7 separate regions of the Mus musculus genome follow, and all the other regions are linked to region 1. A link is a contact called in public Hi-C and promoter capture Hi-C data. All regions are on one chromosome and are shown on one strand. Each heading gives the region's core, a stretch centred on a gene start, on an enhancer-like site or on the middle of the called end of the contact. The rest is flanking DNA. Distances are from core to core; before and after follow the strand shown. Region 1 holds the start of Depp1 (DEPP1 autophagy regulator). Region 2 has its middle 47 kb from the start of Gm9946. Region 3 holds the start of 6820426E19Rik (RIKEN cDNA 6820426E19 gene). Region 4 has its middle 57 kb from the start of 6820426E19Rik. Region 5 has its middle 79 kb from the start of 6820426E19Rik. Region 6 holds the start of Plxnd1 (plexin D1). Region 7 has its middle 110 kb from the start of Cxcl12.

Region 1 (3,947 bases), core at 691-3,190:
GCCACACAGTTCCCATCTTGGATGGTGGCATGGATAGGCCTACTAACCATGATTCATGATGGCTAACACGCACACTGAAGATGTTTGAGAACACAACGGATGATGGTGATGACGTGGGGTCTAATTAAGAGTTCAGCCAAGCTTCCTAATCCATGGAACAGGAAGCTAAGCAAAGCCTGCGATTAGGTCTCTGCTATGGAGTGATGCTAAGGCATGGTGGTGAAGGGTGTGCTAAGTGAGGTCTGAAGACTCACATACTTAATGGCTACTTAAACGTACAGCACAGGGGATTGCAGTGGGCCTGGTGCTGCCCCGTGGATCTCTAAGATTCATTCATCTGGAAGAACTGGGGTCCCTACTTCTCTTTCTTCCCTACCACTCTTGATAGCCATCTTCCTTCTTTCTGCCTCTATGCATTTGAGTTATTTTGGATTCCACACTACACTTAAGTGAAATCATGCCCCACCCACTGCCCCATGGAGTCTCCTCTCTCTTCATTGTCCTGGAAAGCCCCCGTGAAAACAGGGATGTCATGAGAACCTTCACGTGGGGATGGCCTCACCCCCACTCACAGTGTGGATCTCATGGTCGGCTAACAGTCATGCCTAGTTTCAAACACCTCACTGACCACAGAGAGAAGAGTCTAAGGCTATCAAAACCACACACAGCTTCCTGATACGGCCTCACAGTGTTTGCCTAAACAGTCAGGCAAAAGGCTGGAGTCCTGTGGAATCATTCAGGTGTAAGTTGGGAATTGTCACCTGACTTAAGCATTGTTCAGTATCTCCAATGTCCCCATGCCTTTACCCATGACTCTAATGCTACACTTGGAATGCATAGACACAAGACCAGCAGCTCACCATGCTGCAGGAGGCTAGTGTCTGTCCAGCCCTCATGTATCAGACCTGAACGTACTGTTCCCTCTGTAACTCCTCTTCCTCCCGCTTCTGAGGGTAGGTGAGCAGAGGCGCTGAGGCCTGAGAAACGCAAAGCCGGTTCCTTCCCAGGGCTGTCCATCTTGCCTTCAGCTGCCACTGTGTTGGTATCACCCTTGGAGTCCCCTGGTTTCTCACAGCTGCTGTCATTTGCCCGAGCATGGCATCTGGCAGAAGCCACACTACAGCTCCTTACTCAAACCTATAGTGCCTTGCCCTTGCTTTGGTATCATCTGGCCCACCTGACCTGGACCACCCCCTCTTCTGCTGCTCCACAGCCCTTCGGCGCTCTATTTTGCAGCCATCCTGAGTGCTGAGTCACTGCGCCTGCCCACTGATGACTCCATAATCCTTCTCACTGGGAAACAGGCATCATACGTGGTGATTTGTCCACAGTATTTGCTATGCCATTAGCAGTCACTGGCACATGCCTGGCCAACAACGGGCAAGCAAATTTCTCCTTGAAAGTATCTGAGATGTTATGAGAGAAGTCAGACAGACTGTCAAGCTGCCCCGGCACTTGTGTAAGGTGATGTCCCTCACCCTGCAAGCCTCATGTGTTATCATGATCATAAGTGTAGGCCTGGAACTCAGCAAAACTTAGCACAAGGCTGGCGTGTCACAGGATCACAGGTCCTGGGGTAATCCATAGTAGAAAATACTGTGCTATACCAGACAGGGGTGGAAGCCCATGGGGGTCCTATGGAGGTCCCAGGTTCCAGCAGTCCCCAGGTCCCAGGAACCCCCAGGCTGGCTTTGCTCTCTACCCATAGTAAAGCTGTCTAAGTCAGGTGAGGTGGCTGCCCCACACCTCACCCTACAGTGTAAATATTTCCCAACCTCCTGCAGGCACATACACAAATTCCAGGCTGGCAGCTGGGCCAAGCCCCACCCTCTGTGCTTTCCCCTGAGAACCTTCCAAAGTGCTGTTATTTTGAGCTTTTCCTGACAATGATTGATGACCGGAGGAACCGTGTAAAAGCAGCAGTGTGTGTTGGGTTTGCCAGACCGCACAGGGGAAGAAACCACAGCACATCGTCCTGACTGTCCTCTTCCCAGGGACCAAGAGCTAGAGACCCGGCTGTGACTGCCCGCCTCTGGGGCTTCCTTTAGAGGAGACAGTCTTTACCCATCTAGACTCCTGCCACCCTGACTGCTGACTTACAGGTAAGAAGAGCAGCCACCCTTTGGCTTGACACTTTTAAAACACGGGGCTAGTTTATCTCTGAGAGCATCTCTCATCCCGAGCTTTCACGGCCTGACTACTGGATAGAGAGCAGGGGGGTGGGTACCACCGACCACTATGATAATAAGGTGTTTATACAAGGCCTTTGTGTTTACAGGAGAGCTGTGATGTCAAAGCTATGTCTCCGTGAATTTCCCCATATATCCCTGCCAGTGGGATGTTTATAACCCTATTTTTCAGACAAGTAATTAGAGGTTTAGAGAGGTGACATTGCCAGTCTCTAAGTCATTAAGTGGCAGAGACGAGTTTAAAACCTAGGTGTTCTCTGACCCCACATTAATACCCCCCCCCCCGTTTTCTTACCTGTTCGTTCTTCATTTTAAAATTTTTAATTAATTTATTTTATTTTATATGCATGGATATTTTGCCTACACTAATGTATGTGTGCTACACACATGCCAGTCAGACCCCTGGAACTTGATTTATAGATGGCTAGAGCCACTATGTGTGTGCTAAGAACTGAACTCAGGCTCTCTGCAAGAATAAGTACCCTTACCACTGAGCCCCGACTATCTGGCTATTCTTAAACAACACTAATGATGAAGCCTTAGTGAGCTGGGTACTTTGGTGGTAGCTGGAAGGATGAGTGCGGGTGGGGGCAGGGGGGTGAGCCTTGGTCTCAGATCTGCAGGTTTCTTATTGTTTTCTGGGTACCCGAGCCCCGTGTAGCATCTCCGATGAGGGAGAGGAAGTAGGAGGGTGTCAGGGTGGCATGGCGGGCTCGCCACTGGTTTCCTCTTGGCTAACAGGTTGCTTTTGCTTTATTAGCAGCTATGAGGTCCCGGCTTCTGCTGCCCGTGCCCCATTTGCCAACGATTCGGGAAATGTCAGAAGAGCTGTCACATGGGGCAGCTGGGCAGGAACCCCCAGCGTCCCCCAGCCTGGATGACTACGTCAGGTGTATCTGTCAGCTGGCACAGCCCACCTCAGTGCTGGACAAGGTCACAGCCCAGAGCCGTCCCAACAGACCCTCCCGGCCAGCCTGGACTCGAGAGAAGAGGCGCCAGGCCGAGTCTCCAGGAGACAGCTCTCTTTGCGTCAGCAGCCTGCAGCCCACACTGCCCTCTCCCGGCACTGACAACCCTCTGGACTGGCTCTTTGGGAAGTCACAGGGAGAGCAGGCAGATGGGAGAGGTCGACCCAACAGGACTGGTTCTTCAGATCCCTGGGATGTGCCCAGACAGATGGGCAAGGACACGGGGAGACTCTGTGAGGCCAGGGTACCTGAGCACTCTCTGGGAAGAAAACCAGGGCCCAGGCACCAGACCTCCGACCTGAAAAGCTGGACTTCTAGAAAGTCCTGCCGGGCCTTAGCGTCCGTCTCCAGCTCTCGCCCCAGCAGTATCCTAGGTACTCTCTATTTGCACCTCCCAGTGATCCATGAACTCTAACTCCTACCCCAGGAAAAACCCATAAAGGATATGGTGGGCCCCTGTGCTCTCTCTAGCTTTCCTCTCCTGTGGTGGACACTTCCTGGCAGGTCTGCAGGGACTGGGCAATTCCTAGTGAGACCCATCCTCTAAAGAGCGATGACAGTCTAGCTCCCACAATGCGACTTTGACTGGTACCTTTTGTGTCTGGCTGGCCCGTGACTTTGAAGCGACTCAGTGTCCTCTATGTCTTGGTTTTATCATGACTAAAGTGAGTGTAGGTGGAGTGACCACCTCCCAGATTGCTCTAATGAGGAGATGCGGGCTGTACTCTGGGTGGCTGCCACAGTCTCATGAGAAACCAAGGGCAAAGGACCAAGGAAAAGGGTCTCAGGC
Region 2 (3,947 bases), core at 924-3,423, 960 kb after region 1:
CCCCGTGCCCCTGCTATCTGTGGCTTCTGTTCCTCCCTCCATCCCTCTCTCCATTCCTCCCTCCTCTCTTCCTGTCTCCAGCATCTTAAAATTGCATTCCTGTATGTACAGTGCAAACTGACGAGGCCCTCTTTATCTGAAGCTGTGATCCTGACCCTCGGCTGTTGCTCTCATGATTCGAGAACATTTCCCAGTCAGGGCTGAGCCCACTGGAATGGGCTCCAGGCTGCATCCTGCTTTAAGGTTTCTTTCTACTGCAGCTAGCGAGGCTACACTGTCACCTACTTTGTAAGACTGCTGCTCTTCAATTATCCCTGATTCAGTCCCCCACAGACTTTGGGGGCCTGTGCATGGCTGTCACCCACTATCTCCATACGTTTATCATAAAAGAAGCTTCAACATCCATGTCAGTCACACTCAGGAGCCCACGACAGCCAGGGTCCTGGAAGAGGTGTCAGAAGGAGGTCTATGGGGCTAATTAACAATCTGTCACCTCCCTCTTCTGATGAGAACCACTGAGAGCTGATCTCAGCAGAACACAGGGATGTAACCCAGTCGCTCTAAGGATGCTCCCACAGTGGCCAGTAGGTCATCAGAACGTATTCATCTTAGAATGTTTCCTGTGGGAAGCTTTAGCTTAGCTAGAAGAGCGAGGAAGAGGAAAAGATGAATTGCAGGAGTTACTCAGCATGCTAAGGCACTGGGCTTTTTCCACCTCTCAACGTGCTGAATGTAATCCATTTCTCCAGACAAGCCATTCGTGGCTAAAAATAGGACCATGTCTCATGGGCATTTTTTTTTTACTTTATCTCCCTCTGCAACCATCACAGCACTAGGTCTGCCAGCCCTTGGTGCCCCATGCCTGGAAGCATGGTCTAATTTTCCTCTTCCCTGTGGCTCTCTGGTTCCTTGGAGTGGTTAAGTTTAAAAAGGGGCTGCTTACAAAGACTTATGAACAACTGAAGAGGTTCTCATGGCTCCACAGAGCTGCCTCAGAATGTACTTCTGTGTAAGACAGAAGGACAAACTCCATGGCCTGTGATGTCCTGGAGACTGTATCTAAGAAAGGGGAGTAAGGAACAAAGGATCCCTATCCAAGGTTAGAAACAAGCAAAACGTGTACAGGACGGAAACCCTTGGAGCCATGCTATAACATCACACAGCCTGCAAAGGCAGAACCGGATACCACACAGCCTATCCGCATCCAAACCCTGACCCCATCTATACTGCTCCTCTGCCTCTCTGGGTCCATCATGTTCTGTTGAGAGCACTTCACGCCCAAGATCTGATGGAAGGTGATGGAAGCAAGCCAGCTGGGGGGAAGATGACACCGTTGCTGTGTAAACACCAGCTCTACACCACCCAGACAAGGTACAGCCCTAGCCACATGAGGCAAGCTGACATCAACATATAAACATCATCTGTGTACTAGTTGGACCCTGGAACAAACAATAGGGTGCCATAGGCATCCAGTCATCAGTGCAAGAATGGAAAGATAAGGTCAAAGCCGACCCTCAAGGGTGCACATAGTAAGGAGCATGATGAACCTGGCCTACAATCGTACACAAGTGCTAAGGAAAAGCATGAGATCTATGGTCCTCTCTGGCTCTGCAGGCTCTGAATCAAGTTGCAGGTAGAGCATTGATGCTATTATCATAGTTCTTAGTGTTAGAGACTTACAAGTCGAACATTAGAAATATATGCCAGTCCATCCAAGCACACTGTATTAAAAAGTACGTGTCAGGAGCCTGAGGATGACGATGGGGGGTATCAGAATGAGCCAGGTTTTCAGAGGAAGGCCTCCCTACATACTGGTTACATCACACCTGTGAGTGGAAATGAGCAGCCTGGCCTTGTTGGACAGTAACAAGGGCTTCTCAGACAATCAGAGAGCAAGTGTCTTATCTGATACATAGGCAGCCAGGCCTCGGCAACAGAGGCAAGTTGCTTCAGGAGTCTAGGAGGTGTTGATCTGTGTGACACTGAGTAGTCCCATGGGTAGGAACACCCTTCTACCCAGCCCTGGCTTATCTCCAAGTCTCCAGCTTTTTAAAGCCGAAACAATGACAATTCTGACCCTTGTTGTTTCCTAAGAACACTTATGGGACAAAGTCAGTGCCGCAGTAAACAGCTTGGGAGCCAAAAGTCTCTGGCTCCAGCGAGCATGTCAGGAATGATTCATCTGATGAGAATTCTCTTTCTAAAGAGAGAAAGTCGGGTTAAACAAGGCCCTGCACACAGTGGCCTTCCTGTAGCAAACAAATCCCAACCAGATCCATCAGACCAGGTGAGGGCATGCTCACCCACCAAGCCCACCTACGGCTGATGTGTCTGTGAGCTCAGACTTACAAATGAGAAGAGAAAGATGATAATGAAGAAAATGGAGGAGGAGGAGGAGGAGAAGGAGGAAGGTGGAGGGGAGGAGGAAAGAGGAGAGTGATGAGGAGCAAGATGAGGAGGTGGTGGAGAAGGAGAAGGAAGAAGATGAAGAGGAGGAGAAGGAGGAGGAAGAAGATGAAGAGGAGGAGGAAGGAAGAGAGTGGTAAGGAGGAGGAGGTGGAGGGGGCAGAAGAGGAAGAGGAGGAGGTGATGATGGTGGCAACAGTAATGATAATTATGATAGAAGTGCATTTATCAAAAAATGTTCACAGCCTTGCCTATAGTCTAATGGTGGCATTCTCTCAATTTTGGTTCCTTCTTCCCAAATTACTCCATCTTGTGTCAAGTTGACAAAACTAACCCACACACCAACACTGTCTCAGAAGAGCAATAGGTCAATGGCATCTAGTTCTCCATAGGGCAGAGTAAGGAGAAGGGATGCCTTCAGGGGATGGGGAATCACATGGGCCCAGGAGGAAGCAATAGAAAAGCCATTGCCTGAAGGAGAGCCTGGTGCTGGGAAGCAGAATCTAGAGAACAGAATTATGGCCACCAAGATTTGGGCAACAATTAGAGCTGTGCCTTGGTATTCGTGGGTGACTAATTCCAGGACCCCCTTACAGGTGCCAAAAATCTAAAGACTATGGCTTTTCATAAGTGTCCCCCAGAAAGTGCATATTATGAAGGTTTAGTCCGCATCATATTGTGACCAAGCAGGACCTACTAAAGGGAATTAGGTCACTGGAGTTGTGCCCTTAAAGGTGGTATTTGAACCCTAAGTCAATCTCTCTCTTCTCCTCCCCTCCTCTCTCTCTCTCTCTCCCTCTCTCCCTCTGTATTTGCCATGAGGTGAACAATTTTCTTCCTCCACATGCTACTACTATCATATGCTGCTTGCCACAGGATTAAAACAACCAATTACAGCATGAAGTTGAAACTTCCGAATCCATGAGCCAAAATAAACCTTTCTTCCTAAGTTTCTTACCTCAGATATTTTGTTACAGTGATGGAAAGCTGACTGACACACTGAGAAGAAATCTCATATAAAATAAGGCTCTGTCTGTATATAGCCTGCACACATTCTCATATGCTCTAACTCATCTCTAAATGGCTTACAGTGCCTAAAACAATGCAAATGTTAGATAACGTTTTACTATAATGTAATTTATTAAGAGAATAGCAATAAGGAAGAAAGTCTATCTCTGTTGTGTATAGATAGTATAGACAGCATTTTTTTTTTCATTGATTTTGATCAGAATGTGATTGAATGCACAGATGCTGAACCCATGGATATTAGGACCTGATGTGAAAGTTTCTGATTTCTTTAAAAACTCACTTGTGTCACGTGATGTTTTTCTGGATGCTGTCTTATAAGAGGGCATCTGATGCTTTGCTGAAAACAGACACTTGAGAGAGCATGTGATGTTTAGATGCATTGTAATGATTCAGTGGTCTTCACTGGTCTTCACTGGTCTTCACTGGCCTTCACTGGCCCTGCAATGCTTCGCTGATCTTCTCTGACCTTCACTTCATAGAGAGAAATGCACCAAAGAACTTCTTGTGGTATT
Region 3 (3,947 bases), core at 1,028-3,527, 840 kb after region 1:
GACACTCCTTTTTATAAGGCTTGTGGCAATGACCTCACTGGCCAAAATAGTCCCACTATCACTGACCTAACCACATAGGATGGATATTGTATTCAGAGGAATAGGTGGAAGTTTCAGGACAGGCATCCCAACCCCAACACTCTGAGTTCTGTTTTTTATCTACAAAGTGTATCATCATGGCTTTGACTGATCCTATCAGTGATGCCATGAAGAGCAATGAGATCAGAGAAATGGACCCTTCCTTAAAAAAAAAGACAGCATGGCTCTTACTATGGTAACTACATTTTTATCAACACAACCAACACAACAGAAGTTTCAAAGGGAGGAGTACCACACAGGAAAGAATAATTTTACTATATTCATATTCAATGAGCAGAGACCCTAGGACTGAATCATTTCTCATAATGGCTTCCTGAGATTCTAAAGCATGCAGAGACTCTACAGAGAGAGAGATGGTCATCGGTAAGGATACTTTACACTGTATTTGGCTTATCTGGTGACTCAGGAGGAGTGATTTATGCTATTGATTAGGTAGCCAGTTTCTTTGCAGGTAAAATGGGCCACCTTCACCCTCAGTCTTCCCTTTAAACATAAAGAATGCTGCTGGAGGTGTGGCTTGGTAGTAGAGCAATTGCCCAGCATGTGTAAGGCCCTGAGTTCCGTCCCCAGTGCTGTAACTAATAAAAGTAGGAATTGTAATTCTGGCTATAACACAAAAGTCAAACAAAAATAAATGCTGCATTACCACATGACCCAGAAATCCCACCTCTGGATGTGTACCCAACATAATTGAAAGCAGGGACTTAAGTAGATATTTACAGACTTGGGTCCTTTGTAGAATTATCCACATGGCCAAATGGTGGAAAGACCCACGTGTCCACTGACAGAAATAAGCAAATGTGGAAGTACATCTATAAAGTACTATAGAGCAACACATACTAGGACTTGTTCCAATGTGGATGAACTGTGAGGACAGATATTGGATGCCTGCACCTTTGTGGGGGTCCTAATAGTCAAATTCATAGAGAGAACGAGCTGGTCATTCCTGGGGCCTGGAGGAGGTGTTGCCTCCCACATTCAGATCAACAGTGTTATAGAGCCTTAGTGTAGAGATGGGCATTAATCGGGCTGCTCAATGCTGGGGGTCTGGGTTAATGTTATATCACTATTTTATAGAAGAAGTCAAACAAGGGAAGACTCTGGAAGGTGGGAAGTCTCCCACGATTTCTTCAGGACCTTGGAAGCAAAGACAGCACAGTGGGACACAGGACTCACTTTACTCCAGTGTAAGTCAACCAATGCCCTGGAGAAGCCTAGAGCCTGTGCATCCACCAACAGATGCAGACCAAATGTCCACAGCCTCCTCATTACCCCCATGCAAGTCAGCCAATGCACCAGGAAAAGGCATGCTACGGGAACAAAGAGTCTTTATGACCATAACTATTCTGCATAGGCCAAGCATCAGTGGAAAACACCCCTCTGCAGAGCCACAAGACTGGCTGGTGGCTGGGCCTGTACATCAGAACCCTCCTCACCTCCCAGGTTCTGATAAACTCTGGAGTTTTTATTTTATTTATTTTATTTTGAAGATACATAAGTCAAACCTCCACACATATTGTCATGGTGACATTCTCCCTATGTGATCATCTTATAAGGACACCAGTCACATCAGCTTAGGAGACTAGTGACAACTGCAATGACCTATTGCCAAAGGTCATGGTAAACATGACAGGCTGGGACTTCAACAGCTATCAGGTAGGGGGTACACAATTTAACCCCTAATGTGTGCTTATTTTTATATTGTGCAATAGTTATATTCTTATAACTATTGTACAGGTTATTTTAAATGTCACTGTGGAGAAAGAGCCTGAAAAAAAAACACGATGTTCTGTGTTTTATTTTTGCAACTTCACCAAAGTATGTAATTGAATCAAAGGAAAAGATTTTGTTTCATTTTGTTTGACAGAGATGAAGTGCATCTTCACAGAATTTTTTTTTTAGTTAGTATTTTTAATTTTTATAGAATTTATTTTTTTTCTCATATTTTTCTGTGGTTTGCTAAATAGATTGCATACTTTAAAGGGAGCCAGTCAGCAGCTTTGAGACTTCGGTCAGACCTCTCTTATTGCAATCCTTCCAAGAATTTCAAATAAATCACCAAACCTCCTACACAATGATAACAAGTTCTCAGTCCTACAGACAACTGAAGTGCCTATAATTCTAAAAATGTTCACTCCTCTCTGGCCTCAGGTTACTGTGGTTTGGGCTTGGAGATCTGGTGACATTTTTCTTGATCTTCTCTAGGGAAGACTGAAGATCATTCTGGGGTTTGTGGTCTCTCTTTGTTCCAATGAATGACTTGAAGGCATCAAGACACAGAGGCATGGAAGAGGAGTCCTCTGGAGGTGGGGTTGAGAAGGCTCAAACCTGCTGCTGCTTCCTGGCTCACTTAGGTGTACGGCCACAGGGACATCCTGAGTAGGACCAGCGGCTGGCAAGGCCTCCGATCATTGGCATCCTGGTCACTTGATGTTCAGGGACAGGAAGCAAGATGAACCCAAGACTAGGTCAATCAGCAGGTAACAAAATACAGGTAAACAGAAGTCAGTCCTGGTGTTCCTACAAAACTCAGTGGGATAAATATGGGCACAGCAACTTATATTTCAAAATAACTAGATGAGTCTACATTGCTCGTTACACAGAAATGATAAATGTCTAAGGCAGTGGAAGTGCTCATTATCCAATTTCATTTTTACACATTGTGAACACTGAATTTTTGCACTGGATACCATAAATATTTATAAACATTATCTAACATTAAAGTATTAATTAGACTATGTATGGTTGTGTGTGGAGATACAGGCCTCTCATCTCAACACTCAAGAGACTTGGGCAGAAGAACCAAGAGTTCTAGGCCAACCTCAGCTACAGAGTGAGACAATGTTTCAAACTGGCATCTTTTAAAATAAAAAAAGAGTTCATGGCAAGGCCCAGAGCATAAGGAACTCCTAGACCATGCTAAAAACCTGGCCATTTTGGGGTTGGGGTTGGAGGACATTGTAAATTACCATGAACTACACACATCTATGTCAAACACATCTTTATCATCCCAGATTCTGTAGGTGACAAGGCTTGGTGAGGGGAGTCCGTAAGGGTCTCAGGAGGCTACAGTCACAATGCTGGTCAGCTTGCATCCTCTTCTGAAGCTCCACCAATGCTCAGTGGCTGCTGGCAGAACTCAACCTCCCTGCAACTGTGGGATAGATCCAAGGTATTTGGTTTCTGTTTTGTTTTGTTTCCACTGTTTGTTTGGATTTTTGTTGAAGTGTGTGTGTGTGTGTGTGTGTGTGTGTGTGTGTGTGTGTGTGTGTATGAGAGAGAGAGAGAGAGAGAGAGAGAGAGAGAGAGAGAGAGAGAGAGAGGAAGAGAGAGATTTGTGTGTTTCTTTGCTGGGCATTTTTCAGGGTTATTCTCTGCACATCAGGGCCATTTAATGGCTATTTAATTGGCCATTTAATTATGATCAATTAATCCCCTGCAAGACCAACCCATTGCCAGGAAAGCTCACTTCCTCAAGACCAGCTAAGGCTTCCTCTCTCGTTTGACTTTGAAAAGGGCCTCGTGCTATTAAGCATCAGATTTGTCCCTTTTCACTGTCTCAACGTAAACTAGGGACATAAACTCAGTGAGTCTGCCTAACTTCTCGTTTCTGAAATGAAGGCCTGTAAGAAAAACCATCATATTTTAAGTGCTGCCCACCTCCACAAGAAGGGACTCTTTGGGAGGTCTATCTATCTGGGAGTAGGAAGTGTGGGCCCAGGGCTAAACAGCACTTCCTGATGGACCAAAGCTCTGGCAATCTGGAGTGCCTGGAGCCCCACATGGGGCTGAGGTTCGCCACAGGCAGAACCCCCAGCACTAGAGGTGCCAAAACACAAGAGGATTCT
Region 4 (3,947 bases), core at 604-3,103, 790 kb after region 1:
CATATGAATCGAATCCTCCTTTTCTGCAGGAGGAAACAGAGACTCATATGCACCTGGGGAGTCCCCCTCCCCCATTGCCAGACCCCTACTCCCTTCTAGCATCCTCACCTTCAAACTGGAAAGAAACATGACTGTATTCTTTTGGATGGCTCACTGGGGGATTTTTATACTGGCCCTATGCTTATTAAAGTGGGATTTTTACTACAGAACTATTGAAAATGAAAGCTTAGAGAAGTAACTATTTCCCCCTTGAATGTTAGAAGGCCAATCTGCTTTAAAGGAAACCATTAGGGGTGGGTCAGCTAGTGGACCACTTAGAGACTATGAATGGTCTAGGTTCATGCTCTCCATCCCCTTGGATAAGGAAAGTGGTTATTCAGATAGTGTGGAGCCCCAGGGCCTGAGAGTCACACATCAGCATCTGGACATGCCTCTAAAACAAGTTCCTGTGCTCTTCTAGTTGTTAAAGCCACAGGATAGAAGTTTGCAGAAGAAATGTGTCTTCTTCTGAAGTCCCTCTATTGTTCATCCAGCCAAGTGGGCCCAGATAGAGCCGGCTGCAAGTAATGATGATTGGAAGTAGAGGATGAGGGACAGGTGCAGGTAGGGGGATGGGTGCAGGTAGGGGAATGGGTACAAGTGAGGAACACTAAAGGGGAGGATGGGTGCAGGTGGAGGGATGGTTATAAGTAGAGGATAGCTTCAAGAGGGGTGTGCCTGAAGACGGAGTGACTGCAAGTAGAACAGGTATGGATTAGGAATAGCTGAAGATGGGGTGGCCCTGGGGTGCTCAAGCAAGTATCCTCATATCCATGCATATGTCCTTGCTCCCCACTTTTCTGATTCAGGAAGCCCTTGGATTTTTTATGTGCTGAGGTGGTGAAACCTCCCTGACACACTCATGATCACTGTGACATGCCCCTGAGCTGTTTGTGAAGAATAACATTACAAAGGGCTGAACACCATAGGCAAGCCAAGGGAGGAAGGATCGTTCAACTCCAACATCTCTGGACTTCCTATGATCTGTCTAGCCACCCTTGGATCTCCAGGCATCGCAGTTTTCAAAGCAGGGTGTTGATGGTCCAGCCTAGCTTGGCCACAGGTCTGCCTCATCCCCATCACTCCCTCTCAAGGAGGTGAGCCTGCTCCAAGGGCCTGATCATCCACCTTGGGTTTAAGTTACCAAGACGTAGGAGAGGACTAAGAACTTGGGGGACAGAGGCAAGAAAAAAACCTCTCTTAAATGTGACACTTCTCAAGAGGGGAAGCTAGCCTTAGGGTCCACTGGGAAGCCACCCAGGAGTGATCTGGAAGGGTGGACCTGTCAGTCAATGCAAATCCCTCTCCACTGACCAGGCTGGGCCTCCCTACTCCCCTTAACTAAACCTACAATTTTAATGGAGCTAAAATTACAACCCCCAAAATGTCCACCACCAAAATTTAGGCTGTTGCTTTAAAATATTTTTTCCTAGAGAGATGAGTCTAGTTAAAGGTGTACTTCATACATTACCTAAGGGGAAGTTTAAAGGTCTCTCCAGTTCTTAGCAAAGTGCTATGTGAACAACAGGACATGTAATGACCTATTGCCTGTGTCTAGGGACGCATCACCCTTGGCCTTATGCAGTCAGTCAGCATTTCTGAGGAAACCTGACCCTCGTTGTGGTCAGTCCCATCTCCTTCCCACACTGGAATTTTATTAGGCAAAGTTGCAGAGTCTTTTTCTACAATTGTTTTCTTGATAAACACCCCGTGTACAGCATGTGGACTTTCTGTAGTTTCATTGCACCAGAGTTTGCTCCTGAGAAAACACTGCTATAGGGGGAGCCCAAAAAACGAAGCTGGAAATAACTGGGGAGTGAATCAGGAGCTGGTGTGACTCTTACTCCTTGAATTCCAGGAAAGTGGGGATGTGGCACAGCCCTGTGTGGAGCAGGCGCCTGGCAGCCCGCCCAGCACACAATGGGCCTGTGATAGCATCATTGGCTCCCTTGGAGAGAGGACAATGGAAGCCAACAGCCACGCAGGCCCCAAGTCGGAGCCATCACAGTCAACAGGACAGGCGCAGGCACCCACTCCCTCACCCGGAACAAGGATTCAAAATAGGACCTGGCCAGGAGGCCCAAAAAGCAGGCCCCAGTTTTGTCAGAAGACTTGCCAAATGAGCACCAAAGCAACTGGGCTGTCCTCTGCAGAAGTGATCCTGGGCCCTGGGAGAAAGCCATAGCTAGGAGCAGCAAGGAACTCTGGGAAGAAACCGAGACCTGGAGGCTGGGGCTTTGTCTCTGCTTCTGCTTCTTCTGCTTCTTACTCAGTGCATCATGAGACAGGAGTTGGGAAGGGTGGGGATGCTATATCCACTTCCCTCTCCTGACTGGGTGAGCAAACCCTAAGCCTATGTGCAGTGGTGAGAACATGAAGACTGTGAGTACTTTGATGATAGCCGTGGATGGATAAGGTGTTGCATGAAGGGACCCACAGGCTCCAACAAGCTGGGGTTTCCTGATGCTAAGTCCTCCTTGGGAGGTCAGGCAAACTCAGCCATGATGTGTAACATGTGCCTCATGTTCTCCTGGACAACATAGTCTTCAAGGCAGGGCCAAACTCATCCATGCCATGTTTTGAATAGCACACATTTGCATAAAGGCCCAGTGGTGTTCCAGGGTGATCCTGGGGTGTGTAGAGCTGGATCTGAGCATTGATAGGCCCAGAGGATGAGACTAAGAGCCAAGGTGGGGCTGCCAGGAGAGGCTCTATAGGAGCAGTGCCATGTGGGTGAGCACTATGGGACTATCAGCGTATGGGGTACAGAATGACTTGATTTTCCAAAATCCTCATAAACTGACTTGGGCTTTGTCCTGTATTTTTATGGATCTAACAAGCTTAAGGACAGCATATTGGGAGATCAGCTTATTGCTAGGACTAGAATTCCAGGTAGTTAGAGGCTTGCCTGCCATGGGCCATGAGAGCAAGAATGGGGTAAACAGATGGTAGGTTGTATAACCTGACAGATAATGTCTTACCACCTCCGCATATCAGTTTTCTTAGGTTTTCAAATATAATCAATGTATATCCCTACGTCGGCCCCAAATGGCATAAGTATGTTGCCACATGAGGTCTGTGAACTTGGACCTGCAGGGCATTGAACTGGACAGACTCATAATACTGAAGATGGCCCTGTGTTTTACTCCAAAGGATACTGGAGCTCAGAACTGTTAGGCATTTTAGCTGTTTCTAAGCCAGACCAGCCCCATCTTTTTGCAGAATAAACAGAGAGTTTAGAGCGTGTATCTTCAGGTGTCAGAGGCTCTCTGTGATGGTAGACAACAGCTCTATACCCTCAAGCCATAGTTCAGTACAACTAACAGGATAGAGGGTCCTGTGTGCTCCAACCTGATAGTCATTAAATTCCAGGCATAAAGTACATGATACCTATTTTACATATACATTATCTAAGGTTCAAAAATCACGATAAATTGAAAAGCTTATAGCTGGTTACAAAAGTTTATATATGAGTCAATTCTATTTCCTTGACCAATGAGCCTATGTTTATGCCTTTATAAAAATACTGTGACTCTGTAGTACAGCTTGATCTGGGATGGTGACATCTCCCAACAGTTGTTCTTGTTGTTGCTGTTGTTGTTGTTGCTGTTGTTGTTGTGGATTGTTTCAGCTATAATGGGTCTCTGGTATTTCCAAATGAAACTTAAGATTTTTGTTTTCAGTTTCTGTGAAGAAATGCATTGAAATTTTCATAAGGACTGCATTGAATCTGTAGATTTCTTTTATTAGGACAGCCATTTTTACAAAATTAACCCTACCGATCCATGAGCATGGGAGATCTTAATTTCTTTGTCTTGTGTCTTACATTTTTTATTGTACTTTTTTGGTACAATACTTCTTTGGTTTTATTTATTCCCAGACAGACAGACAGACAGACAGACAGACAT
Region 5 (3,947 bases), core at 535-3,034, 770 kb after region 1:
CATATTTCATGTGGACCAAAGCCCAGAATTCACAAATCTCTCCATACAGATTGATCCTAAAGCTAATCTTTTAAGTTTATATTTTAAATTTTCTCTCCAAAAAAAGTTTGGAAGTTTTCTAGGCATTTAACAAAAGTATGCTTTGCCTTTATTTCTTGTTACCCATGACTATTTAAAAAAAAGATTAAAATTTAATCTGTAAAGATCTGTTCTGGAAAAACATCCTTGTCAACATGTCTCTAGTCATCCCAGGATTTTGTAACTTAACATAACTCTTATTTCATGTCTCCCATTAATATTGTTCTATATAAACAAACTGTATTATTGGTGAAATATTTTAGATGATTATTACTTCTCCAAAATATTAGTTATTGCTTAGAAATCACTTATCTGTTACCTCTGATAAATCAGCTATTTCATATAAATTCTGTAACGAGCTTCTTTTCCTCAGTATTAACATTTGGAAGCACCAGACTCAAACCATTCAATCAGTATCAAAGCTTAAAATATACACTTCAATTAGTTGCCATTAGTTAAGCCTGAATGACATATGCCTTATATAACTAGTTGAAGTCCTCCATATTAGCTAGTTGCTTTTTCAGAGGCATAAAGGAAAAACCAGAGACCACGGCTCAAACATATTAATGTAGTTCCAGCATCAGCTCTCAAAACACCCACATTCACACAGAACATACATTGATGTTCATGCACATTTAAACTTGGCATGCCAAAGATAGCAATTTTTAGTGCAATATAAGCTCAAAAAAAATGTAAAAATGAGCTGAAGAGATTTGTCAGTCAGTTATTTTTAGAAACTCTAGGAGATTAAGCCCATGCTGCTTTAGAAGTCATGATACCTTTAGAGGACTAGTCAGCTGGAGTTTCTGTAAGCGACCATGACAGTGTGCACATGGTATTTTCCACAGCCATAATAGAGATCTCTTCAGCATTCTTGGTTGTCTGTTTCTAGTCTTTCAATGGAACTCCAAGGACTTAACCTCTATCCTACAGCGCACGCCCATAGAATTTAAAACTCCAAATTTGCTCAAAGGAGCTGCCAAACTGATAAGAGCTGTCATACAAATGGCATAAAGTTGTCTAAAGTTTTGGGGGTGTTCCATTTCCTTTGCCAGATGACGCAAGAAAAATCCAAGTTTCCTTCTTGAGGTTCTTGGCCTCATTATGAAAAGAATTTAACAACAGACTCAAAGGAAGCTCTGGGACGAATTTGTTTGAGTTTAAAAGGAAAAATCCAGGGCTGTCGAGTGGTAGCTCTTGGCAGCTTCCTGGAAAGGAGGAATGGAGAAAAGGAAGGAGGAGAAGGCTGTGAGTTAAGGCAGCCCAAGGGCAGCCACATGGCAGGCATGGCATGGCTAGGAGGGGCTTCAGAGAAAGAGTAAGGATGCCCAGGGTGCTGGGGAATGCACTTTTAGAACAGAGAATGGCAAAGAGCAAACGTTACAAGTTTTGAGTAACTCAGAACACTAAGCAGGCTTGAGAAGCTGTGTGTCTGTGATAGGGAAGTGGGAATTCTGGGAGAGAACAGCAGCCCATCTCATTAAAGGGCAATTACTCTGCCTATCTCTGTAGAGGAACTCAAGGTGAACCTGCCTTCCTAAGAAGGCTTGCCTTCTTGAGGGGATATCCTTTAGCTAGCCTCTGACCCTGCCCAACTGGAATGTCTCCAACCAGACTGTAAACTGCACCTCCTTAGCCAGAAGGAATGAGTTTTCCTTGAATGGACCTTGACTGCTCGCTACTGTGTCCATAACAACCCAATTAGTTCAATGGAACCTCTGTACCTCAGAATAACTCTGGGAGATAAAACCCTTCTCTAAGCAGCAGGCATTGAAACAATTCAAAAATAACCTGTCAGCTCAAAGAAGCTGACAAAACTAAGAGTACCGACAGGGGAGAATCTTACCTCGGGTCAGACTTTCTCAAGAGTCCAAAACAAAGTCCAAATAGTCACGACACTGCTTCACCAAGTAGAGGTTTAAAAGTAACTGTCTTCAGCTGAAGTGGGAGGATGTGAGGCCCCAATCTGAAGAGATGCCTCAGCTGCATGGGGGTCCTCCAGCCCTTTCCTCCCAGGTGTGGTCAACTTGTACTGCTGGTACCCAGAACATGTCTTCTTTAGAAATGGGCCATGGTCGTGTGCGTTTTTAATCCCAGCACTTGAGAGGCAGAGATAGGTGGATCTCTGAGTTCGAGGCCAGCCTGGTCTACTGAGTGAGTAACAAACAGGACAGGAAGAGCTACACAGAGAAATTCTATCTTGATTAAAACCAAAGTGTGTGTGTGTGTGTGTGTGTGTGTGTGTGTGTGTGTGTGTCTGTGTGTGTGTCTGTGTGTGTGTGTCTGTGTGTGTGTCTGTGTGTGTGTCTGAGTTTCTCCCCTCCCCCCCCCCGTGTGTGTGTGTGTGTGTGTGTGTGTGTGATTTCTCTCCCCCTACCCCCTCTATGTGTGTGTATCCGTCCGTGTCCATCCTATTCTCTTGTCTCAGTTGGAGACAGGAGTAAGCATCATCATTTGTAAAGGCTGAATTTCTGGGGAAAGCATTTCATGCAGACCTTGGTGGATCCAAGCCTTTCCGAACTGCTTTTCTCATCAGTGTCACCAAAGTGCTGCCACCTGGCTTTTGCCCTGGCTTCCCTTCAGCTCTCCAGAGCTGTGACCTGCACTGAAAGAATCCATACGAGATACAGAGCTCAGAGTGGAAAGAAAGGAAGGTTTATTCACAAGCAATTTGAGACACTACCCAGAGAGAGAAGACAGTAGTGACCCGAGAGAACACTACATAGAAGAACACCCTCAAAGGTGAGGGTTTGCAGTGACCAGAGAAACCCTTGTGCTCACCCAAACATTTAAGGCTAAGGTTAGGGCATTCCTGAAGTCTTTGGCAACAGCTTCCTGGGGGTATTTTCCTGTCCAGGTAACTGCCAGGCCCATCTGGATGAACTCAAAGGGAGGAAACAGTATTACATCTTTGTTCTTTACTAGAAGGCCTCCTGCTGGATAGGAATTTTATGATCCTTTTGGATTATAAATTGAGAACGTCAAGTCTCCGCCCTGGACCACACATAACTCAGGTCCCGTTCTTTGAGCCCTAAGTCATATAACATAAAGATTAAAAATATTAAAGGGAATAAAAGTAAAACTACTACAAAAGCAGCCAGAGTTTACCAGGAGAAAAGAGCCTTTTCCTAAACAGCCTCTGCCAAGCTGTGCAGCCTCTGCCTGCCCTCCTTACTTACGGCATTTTCCATCTGAAGGCAGGACAATGGAAATGGCTTCTCCCTCACAAGACGCTTTCCCTCCCCTTCCCCACCACTGCTGCTCCCTTATAACAGTGGGCACAAAGCTGATGACAAGGGACAGGCCATCCCCAATAGACCTTACTCTCCTAATCTCTTTTTCTTAAATCACGGTTTCTGGAACCAGGGGGATGTCCTAGAATAAAAGTAGGTTAGTGCTATGGCTGATGATCTGAGTTCAATACCCAGGGTCCACAAAGGAGGAGGGAACCAACTCCCTCAAATTGTCTTCAGACCTCCACGTATGGGTCATGGCATGTATGTGCACATACAAGCACACAAGGAAGAAAGAATGTATGAAAACACATCTTACTCATTGAATCATTGATTGATTGATTGATTGATTGACTGATTGACTGATTGATTTAGTGTTTGTGTCTGTGTGTAAAAGAGAGAGAGAAAGGGGGATTGCAAAAGTGCTTGACAACTTTTGCTTTATCCCCAGAGCCCACATACAATAGAGGGCAAGAACTAACTCCCACAAACTGTTCTCTGGTTTCCACTCATGCACTATAGGCTGCATTCTCCCCTCCAAAATAAATAAATGAATGCTTTTAAAACTTAAAATTCAAGAAAAAAAGTGCATTTGTATAACCTTTATAATAATTGTTGTAGTTTGCTTTTGATTGT
Region 6 (3,947 bases), core at 529-3,028, 660 kb before region 1:
CACTCTCCCTAAACACTCTCCTGGTGTCACTCCCCTCTCTCAGTTCAGCACACACCTGTGGCCCCCACCTGCAGAGCTGATTTGTAGGTGCGCTGTCTTCGGGGAACACCTGGGTACCTTGACAACCTAGACCTCCCCACTTAGGTGTGCGCACCTGTGACCCAGTACGCTCCCGGGCCAGCACCGCTGGCAGTAACCAATCCTCTGGGATATCTGCGTGCATACTGTATCCCCGCACACGCCCCTCAGGTCTATGGCTTACCTGTATGTTGCGCTTGCTCTCGCAGGCCGGCCCGGTGCCCTGCACCACACTGTCCAACACCGCCACCACGTCGGGCGCCGGCTCCACGAAGCAGGCGGTGCGCGCTGCACGAATGGCAGCCTGCACGTCGTCGAAGCGGAAGGCGCAAAGCGCGGCCGGGGCGTTGCGGGCACCTGGGGCGCCCTGGGGCCTCTCGAAGACAGCGAAGAACTGCTCGCGCGCGGGGAAAACCGACACGAGGCGGCTGTAGAGGTCGCCGCGGCCCGCGCCGCCCGCGCACTGCAAGCCCAGTTGGATGTAGGACTCGGTGAGCTTCTTGGCGTCGCCACCCGCGCCGCGGGGCAGGCAGATGCGCGCCAGCAGGCTGCGCGCCTGGCTGTCCTTGTCGCCCGCACGCGCCTCGCTGTTGAGCGCCAGGTACGCGTAGGGCTGCGCGCTGTGCGGTGGCACCGCCGGGTGCAAGAAGGCACGCACGAAGCCCAGCTTGTGCTGCTCCTTGGCGCCCTGCTTGATCTTCAGGATGTTATCGTCCGACGGGTTAAGGTCGAAGGTGAAGAGCTTGGCCAAGTCTCCACGCGCGTCCAGGGAGCGGATAGCGATCTCGGGCGTGTTCTCGAAGCGGTGGTCTTCTAGGCTACGGTTGCGCGGGAAGAAAGCGCTGCCGAAGCCGGTGTACGTGGCGCCCACGAGCAGACGGCTGCCCCCGGTGCCCGAGGTAGGCGGCAGCACCAGTCCCACAGTGGACGCGTTGGGGTGGTTGGCGGCCACGTTGAGCATGCTGGGGAACACGGTGACCGGTTCTGCGGTCGGCGCGGCAGGCGGAAAGCTCACGGCCAGGGCTGAGATGTTGCCCCGGCGCCTCAGCTGGCACAGACCCTGGTAGATGGAGCCGCACGCGACCACCAGACCCTGGCCCGGGTCCAACTGCAGGATTTTGTTGTAGTTGTCCGTGAGGCGCCGCGGGTGCTCGCACGAGGCCTGCGGGAGCTGCGGGGCGTGACACAGCGGGCTGTCCGGCACGGGACCCACGGTCGCCTCGGCTTCCAGGCTCAAGTTGGCACTCGACAGTTGGTACAGGCGGTTCACTGCCGCCAAGTACACGGTGCCCGCCGTGCCGTCCAGGGCGAAGTTGTTGGTGGGCGTGGGCGAGGGGAAACGGCGCTGGATCTCTAGGGCGCCGGCCCGTGCCGCCCCGAGCAGCAGCAGCAGAGGCAGCGGCAGCAGACCAGGGCCCCGCGAGTGAGGGCGCGGACGCAAGGGGACGGCCGCGGCGGCCCGGGCGCTAGGGGGTGCGCCGCCCGCGGCGCGACGAGCCATCCAGGCGAGCGCGGGCTGCGCGGCGCGGCGAGTGCATGGGGCGCGGCGCGGCCGGGAGCCGGGAGCTCGGAGGCGGCGAGAGGCGGGGGGGGGGCCCGGGCCGCGAGGCGCTTCCTGCCCGCGCCTGCCGCCCCCGGCCCCGGCGCCCCGGCCCGACTCTGGCGAGGCGCTCAGCCCGGGGGCGGCTCCGTGGAGACCACGCCCACAGCCCATCTCCCCGCCCCAGCAGCTTGGCCCACGCCCTTTCGCCCCGGGCCACGCCCCCGGCCACGCCTCTGGGCCACGCCCCGCGGTCCGAGGTCACTGGTGGCCGATACCCGGGCAGTCGCAAGTTGCCTGCCTCTTTCCTGGTTCCTGGCCAGCTCCTGGAATGTCTTCCTCTCGCTTGTTTGTTATCCTTCCTCTCTTTCTCCTCGCTCTAGTACCTTCTCTGTTCTGTTTCTGGGCTCCCGTTTGCCTTCCACCGCCTCTCAGAGTTTCGCTCTTTCAATCTCTCGGACTCCCCTACTCCGATCCTGTCAACTCCGCCCCGTGTCTCTCCCGCGTCACTCCCTCTCCCTCATCTGCGTTTCCTTTTTTTTTTTTTTCTTTCTGTTCCCGCTGCTCTCCCTCTCTACTCTTTTCCTCTCCTTGCCCCTAAAGCCCTCCATTTCCCCTCAACCGCCTGCCCCTTCTGGCCACAGTCCCCCTCCCCGCCCCCCCCGCCCCCCCCCCCCCCCGCTCACACCCCCTATGTTCTCCAAGCCTCACTCTAAAGACCAGCCAGACCAGGGACATCAGGCCCCTGGCTAACCTATGGTCTGTTCCCCGAACTGCTCTGTAAAAGGAGTTTGCAAGCAGCAGGCTCCGGGGACAAACTTGACAATCCCACAGCAAAAGTAGGAAACTGTGTTGAGAGGAAGTTCATTCCTCTTGCAAGGGCAGGCTGGGCTGAGCAGAACACCAGACACAGGGCCTTACTTTCTGGATAGAGCCAAACCCCGCAGACCCCCAGGACCTTGCCCTTAGGCCAAGGTTCTGAGAAACCTAAAGTCATTCCACATATGAGCTGGCACTGGGCACCGGACTCCTTTGACCTTCAAAGGAACAGGTAGGCCCTGGGATAAAGGCAAGGAGTCATTTTCCTAAGGTCATAGAAACCCAGGTGATCCTCTCCATAGCATGGGAGTGCCCACATAGGACCACACCAAATGCTAACCTCCTTACAAAGACTCAACCCACTTTCCGTGCATGGAAACTGAGGCCCCAGAAGTAAAGCCCAAAATACACCGCTAAGGGGGAAGGTGGGACACAGACCCATTGTTTGAAGCCACAGTTCCAGCTACAAGTTCTCAGTCAGGGTCTCCTAGCAGCTTGCAGCTGTCACTTGAGGCCTAGTGGCCCTCTCTCAGAGGGTGACCTTGCTCCCACCAGATAGGAAGGAAGGATGGGGAGGGGCTTTCCCTGTGCCTGAAGGGTCAGCAGCAAGGGCTCAGAGCCCAGCCATCCCCATTTCCCTGGCCCCCACCCCAACCTTCCTGTCCCTGTGCCTGCCTGCCGGCTTGCCTGCCATGTTCCAGCCCATTCATGGCCTTGGCTTTGATGGTCAGGAGTGTTCCTTGGCAGGAAATTGGAGACTTATGTCCTGCCTCCACCCCCAACTGAGCACCCAGGGGACTTGCCTCTACCTCTGTTTGGGGAAGGCCCGAGTCATGCTCTCCCTGTGAGCCACAGGCCCTCCACTCCACTGGACAGCCCCAGCACAGATTATAGGCTTGTCTTCCTCTGCCCTCCCTCTCTGTCTCTCTCCCTCTCTCTACCCTCTGTCTTCACACAGTATCTCTGGTCTCATTCTCCATCCTCTCCCCACCCCCTCCTTGCTTCCTTCCTGTCCCTCTCTTGCTTTCTTGCCGCATCCTGCAGCTCCCCCCACTGAGCCTCGAGGATAATGCTTTATGACATCTCGGTTTAGCTGGCCAGATGGATTGTTTTGTGTATTGTGGACAAACTTCCTGCTAAGCTGGTAGATTTCTGCCATCACCCCACCTTCAGCGTTTGGGACCTGAATTCTAGGGTCTGAATATATTCACATAAACTGAAGTAGGAATTATAGTGTGGCCTCCAGCAAGGTGCTTGCCCTCTCTGAGCCTGTTTCCTGTGGACCATATAATAGCACACTACTGCTAGGTTGAGTCATGGCCCCACAGCCCCTGCTAAAGTCGGGAGGAAGGGCAGGAGGAGGCAATAGATCATGGCTCCTGCCTGTTTTATGTCTTGAATCCCATAGTAGTTAATGGGTTATCTGGGGGTAAACACCACCCACAGTTCTGCCACCACTATCTCACAACCTTCTTTGCACCAGAAGACAAAACAGGGGTCACTGAGCCCA
Region 7 (3,947 bases), core at 582-3,081, 630 kb after region 1:
TCACAACAGGGGACATTTCACTGGCTACTATCACCCATCCAGAATACATGGATCATCTGAGCTCAGCGTTTAGGCCCCTAGGAGTAAAGACTAGAGTGTGGCGAAGACAAGAGGACGCATCTTTTGTTTAGCACACACACACACACACACACACAAATATGATAGAAAATTTTGTGAGAATTAAAGGAACTCCCTGCAGGTTGACTTTTCGTAGTCTACAGAGATCTAAAGAGCTATCGGTTGCTTTAAGGGTTGACAAGATGGTGAGCATTGGAGATGGGTGGCCTGTAAGTTTGGGGAATGATGAACTTTGTTTCTTAAAAACATTCCAAAAGGTTTTATTTGTGACCTAGTCTCCATAATTCCACCCCTTCTGGAAGATACTACCCATTCCCAAATTTACCACTCCCCGGAGGTTCAGATTGGGCCTGACTAACATATTGTAACTTACCAATTGAAGATGGGGATTGCTCCGCCGTCATTCTAGTCCTACAGTTCTACTCACAGAGAACATCAAAGGGGGTTAGAGAGAGCAGCAACCTCCCACTCTGGATGGTCATTTCCTAAAAGGGAACTCTCACTTGCCTAACCTAAGTCTGTTTAGTTGACACCTGTAAATTAGCTCTGGATGTTAAAAGCATCAGCCTCTGGCCTCTCTGCCTTGGAATATCCACACGGCCCCAGGACATCCATTGCTGGAATGTGCTGGTTCAAAATGGGTCCACAAATTTCAGGAAATTCCTTTCAAATGGTAGATCCCTCCCGATAAATGTGGATAGACTTAGTATCACACTTTAGTCAGATTAAAGAAAGATGGAATAATGGGTTCAACCCTAGACAGAGAGGAACTGCTGTATACTGAATTGCCATGAGCTTACCCCAGACAACACTTAGGGATTATCTTACAGTTCTGAGAGCCAGAAATCTAGGCACCACATGACCGAGTCTCCTACCCAGAGAATTACAAAACTGAGAGCAAGGTGCTGGCTAGGACTGATCCCTCCCTCCTAGGGCTTGTGAGGCTGTGTCTAGCTTTGGGTCCTAGAGTTACAGACTGACAGCTTCAAGAACTCTCAGCTCTTAGAACCTGTTCTTGAGACCTTGAGAACCGAGCCCCATCCACGACATGAACTTTGTTTATTGAATTAGCGTTTCTACCTTCAAACTCTCTAACGTGTGTTAAAAGGCTGTCTACAAAATAGTATCTCCTGGAGTATACAGGGTTATCTTGGAATTCTGTCTGCCACAATAAGTCATCAGGATCGCCAGCTCTAGAGAAGACTAGCTGCCATACATGGAGGGTATCCAAGCATCCTTCTGCAGAGGCCCACACAGGTACCACCTTGTCCAGCTCTACCCAAAAGCCACACGAGAAGCTTCCTAAAAACAAGTTCTGTAGGCCCTGCTCAGTCTGCAGATGATCCAACCTCAGCTGCCATGCCTTCTGCGACCTCGGTATGGGCTCTGACCCATGGCCACTCAACCTAGCTGCTTCCAGGCCCCTAGCCCATAAAGTGCTATCACATATACTTACTGACTGGAAAAATGCAATGGTTTGAATACTAACTCATGCGCTGTCTGAAATTTTAGGAAATCAGTTGTTGACAGTGAGAAAATGCAGCATTGCAACATTCAAGAAAATTCCAACAGCATTGCTTTCTGCCTTCCTGGACTCAAAGACAGGGGGCTCATTTGGGCTTTTGTCACATTCTCAGTTATGCTGTGGTCACCACTGGCTCCTGTCCCTCTTCTGTGGGAGGTGACAAGCCACATTGCCAACTAACCAGCCCATTCCCTGGAGCCTTGCTGCTTCCTGGTTCATTCCAAAGTCTTCCCAGCATCTTCTCTGGTTCTGATTTGTCCTCAGCTGCCCACTGAGAGCTGAGCTTACCATCTGGCTAGCCTTCTGTGGCTGCCTTGCTTTTCTGCCACTGACTGTCCCTACTTGTGCTGTTGTTGTACATGGGATGTGACCTGAGACCAGCATGATGAGTGAGAAGAAAGGCAGGGACCTCCCATCCTCGGCTTGACTGCCGTGGCTTCATTTAAGCCATTTCACAGTAGGAAGGGAAACTCGTGATGCTAGGCTGTTTCCCCCTCCCAGAACTGTGAACCCAGCCCTAGATAACAAACCATAGCATCTCTGCATCCTCCCTCCTTTGTCAGTGCCACCCCCATTCCCTAGAAATTTCCAGATAGTGTGGAGAATCCCAAGAGCCCAAAGTGGCCAGATGCCTGGCGTGCACCCTGCTCCTAGAAGAATGAATGAACAAGACTTGGCTTCAGACCGTCCCTTCTTACCGCCTGATGGAAACTGGGAACAAAGGACCCTGTGAGCTCCCCCTCCACCGCGTACAGAGCAGGGAGAAGCTGTCTTTCTGAGCAGTAGCAGATCTGTGTGACATGCCACTCCAGACGAAACAAAGCTAGAGCCCATGGCTATTAATACTTCAGGCCAGTTCATCCTGAGCTGTCAGTGGCCACAAAGCACAAGGTAACACAGTCCAGCTCCCGAGCCAGCCTCGGCCTCTGTGAATAATTAGCGCTAAGTATGAGATGTGTGGCTGGATCTAATCTAACCCAAGCTCAATTATTTCACTCAACTGATTGGGTCCTGCCTGGAGCCTGTTCTTCCCGCCTTGGCAGGTGTGCAGCAAGCGCCAGGGACGCACTCCCTGTCCAAATGGGACCGTGTGTCTAGAAAGCAGCTACAGGAACCTCTGAGAAATTCGATCCTCCAGCTCCGGATTCACTTTCCTGCCCGCTTCTCACCTAATTCCCATTCCAGAAGCAGGATGCTGGGACACACACACACACACACACACACACACACACACACACACACAATTACAAGAATGATCACTAAAATAGGTTGGCAATTGATGCCCAAGCTTCATCCCTTGGCACTGACTGTATACACTCTTTCCCCATCTGCATCTTCTGAGGTCTCTCATTTTACAGTAATCTTGAGCCCTTTTTTAAACATTCCAAACACATCCCTCCATCTTCCTTTTGCCTCTTCAGGCTCTTCACTTTCCTCGGGCCACCTTGCAACCTGGGCTATAGAGTGTCTCTAGTCCTGAGCTTAGATCTTGAGGCCATGGAAGTCTCCTTAGAGCACATCTTGCCAGTGTCTATGTCCAGCCTGAGTCTCTGTGTGTAGTGTGCTGCCTCCTCCTTTGGGCACTACTGAGCATACCTCTTCTTTCTGGGAGCAGAGCCTAAGCAACCCCAGGTTCTCAGGGTTCAGGGCCCCCAGGTGAGTCCTGGCCCAGGTTTGGAAGCAAATGGGAAAGATCCAGCAGGGACCCACATCTATCTGTTTCTGTGCCAGACAGGCACAAGCAGGATGCAATCAGTGTCTTCTCCCTAGGACTTCTGCCCTGAATTCCACATGTGAACACACGCCAGGACTCTGCCCTACACTGACACGATAAAGACATACGATTTGGAACTAAGAATATCCATTGGCTCATATGTTTTCTCAAAACTGTGACTCATAGGCTAAGATGTTGTCAGTGAGACAAAGAGCAAAATCATGCAACTTGGGCATCAGCTAGAGTAAAATATTGAAGTAATTAGTTAACTCAGTTAATGTGAGTTAAGCCAGATAAATTCCCTGGCCCCACATTAAAAAATAATAATATATATCATTTACCTCTTGTGCCTTGTGCTTTTCCCTATCCATACAATGAGGACAAGGAAAGTACCTACCTCACTTGGATGCTTTGAAGATTGAGAGAATGCATAGCCACAGCCTCAAGCACAGCCTATTGCATCCCCACCCAGCACATCTAAGCTAGAATAAGGGGACAAGACGTTGCAACAGAAATAGAAGCAAGTTCAAGATCATAGGTCACCAGAGGATGTGACTGGCAGGGCTTTCCCGGGGAAAGACTGGGGCTCTCTTCAGGAGTTGCTACATAAGGATTTGCTGAACTATACAA

Evidence for each region. Promoter capture Hi-C pulls out the DNA fragments that hold promoters and counts their contacts. A called contact is a pair of places that touch in the nucleus more often than the background predicts.
Region 2: a contact with region 1 is called in a promoter capture Hi-C map of the 3T3-L1 cell line, with 10 times the contacts expected there. The contact joins the enhancer-like site here to the promoter of Depp1 in region 1. A contact is called at or near these places in 6 of 39 promoter capture datasets (the 3T3-L1 cell line, hippocampal neurons, liver and 2 more), 2 of 484 Hi-C or Micro-C datasets (cerebellum and embryonic fibroblasts) and 1 of 115 datasets of contacts at active chromatin or transcription factors (kidney).
Region 3: a Hi-C map of embryonic fibroblasts shows a contact between it and region 1, with 4 times the contacts expected there. The contact joins the promoter of 6820426E19Rik here to the promoter of Depp1 in region 1. A contact is called at or near these places in 2 of 39 promoter capture datasets (the 3T3-L1 cell line and hippocampal neurons), 1 of 484 Hi-C or Micro-C datasets (embryonic fibroblasts) and 1 of 115 datasets of contacts at active chromatin or transcription factors (extraembryonic endoderm stem cells).
Region 4: a promoter capture Hi-C map of maxillary cranial neural crest shows a contact between it and region 1, with 10 times the contacts expected there. The contact joins the enhancer-like site here to the promoter of Depp1 in region 1. A contact is called at or near these places in 5 of 39 promoter capture datasets (the 3T3-L1 cell line, frontonasal cranial neural crest, maxillary cranial neural crest and 2 more), 3 of 484 Hi-C or Micro-C datasets (cortical neurons and embryonic stem cells) and 1 of 9 other capture datasets (adipose tissue).
Region 5: a contact with region 1 is called in a promoter capture Hi-C map of hippocampal neurons, with 5 times the contacts expected there. The contact joins the enhancer-like site here to the promoter of Depp1 in region 1. A contact is called at or near these places in 3 of 39 promoter capture datasets (the 3T3-L1 cell line, hippocampal neurons and maxillary cranial neural crest), 3 of 484 Hi-C or Micro-C datasets (cortical neurons and embryonic stem cells) and 1 of 9 other capture datasets (adipose tissue).
Region 6: a promoter capture Hi-C map of pre-B cells shows a contact between it and region 1, with 2.8 times the contacts expected there. The contact joins the promoter of Plxnd1 here to the promoter of Depp1 in region 1. A contact is called at or near these places in 3 of 39 promoter capture datasets (the C10 cell line, neutrophils and pre-B cells), 1 of 484 Hi-C or Micro-C datasets (CD4 T cells) and 1 of 9 other capture datasets (embryonic stem cells).
Region 7: a promoter capture Hi-C map of liver shows a contact between it and region 1, with 2.3 times the contacts expected there. The contact joins the enhancer-like site here to the promoter of Depp1 in region 1. A contact is called at or near these places in 3 of 39 promoter capture datasets (the 3T3-L1 cell line, hippocampal neurons and liver).

Annotation. Positions count from the first base shown.
Region 1 is chr6:116,648,744-116,652,690 of GRCm38.p6, forward strand. It overlaps Depp1 (DEPP1 autophagy regulator), which reads left to right and starts at 1,941. Exons shown (of 2, transcript NM_145980.2): 1 at 1,941-2,102; 2 at 2,950-3,947. The coding sequence starts at 2,955. The coding sequence ends at 3,572. The region is part of intron 3 of Rassf4 (Ras association (RalGDS/AF-6) domain family member 4); the gene reads right to left.
Region 2 is chr6:117,605,123-117,609,069 of GRCm38.p6, forward strand. No RefSeq gene overlaps it. Among named protein-coding and RNA genes, the nearest start is that of Gm9946, 47 kb to the left of the region's middle. Within about 2 kb of position 2,174, at least 28 of the 459 cell types and tissues checked have an H3K27ac peak or open chromatin away from gene starts, as enhancers often do. A contact at or near this core is called in embryonic fibroblasts, where this site is marked.
Region 3 is chr6:117,492,958-117,496,904 of GRCm38.p6, forward strand. It overlaps 6820426E19Rik (RIKEN cDNA 6820426E19 gene), which reads left to right and starts at 2,278. Exons shown (of 3, transcript NR_152214.1): 1 at 2,278-2,593; 2 at 3,114-3,271.
Region 4 is chr6:117,436,003-117,439,949 of GRCm38.p6, forward strand. No RefSeq gene overlaps it. Among named protein-coding and RNA genes, the nearest start is that of 6820426E19Rik, 57 kb to the right of the region's middle. Within about 2 kb of position 1,854, at least 77 of the 459 cell types and tissues checked have an H3K27ac peak or open chromatin away from gene starts, as enhancers often do. A contact at or near this core is called in adipose tissue, where this site is marked.
Region 5 is chr6:117,414,022-117,417,968 of GRCm38.p6, forward strand. No RefSeq gene overlaps it. Among named protein-coding and RNA genes, the nearest start is that of 6820426E19Rik, 79 kb to the right of the region's middle. Within about 2 kb of position 1,785, at least 7 of the 459 cell types and tissues checked have an H3K27ac peak or open chromatin away from gene starts, as enhancers often do.
Region 6 is chr6:115,993,227-115,997,173 of GRCm38.p6, forward strand. It overlaps Plxnd1 (plexin D1), which reads right to left and starts at 1,779. Exons shown (of 36, transcript NM_026376.3): 1 at 263-1,779. The coding sequence starts at 1,579.
Region 7 is chr6:117,277,675-117,281,621 of GRCm38.p6, forward strand. No RefSeq gene overlaps it. Among named protein-coding and RNA genes, the nearest start is that of Cxcl12, 110 kb to the left of the region's middle. RefSeq lists an enhancer at 1,535-2,735. Within about 2 kb of position 1,832, at least 33 of the 459 cell types and tissues checked have an H3K27ac peak or open chromatin away from gene starts, as enhancers often do.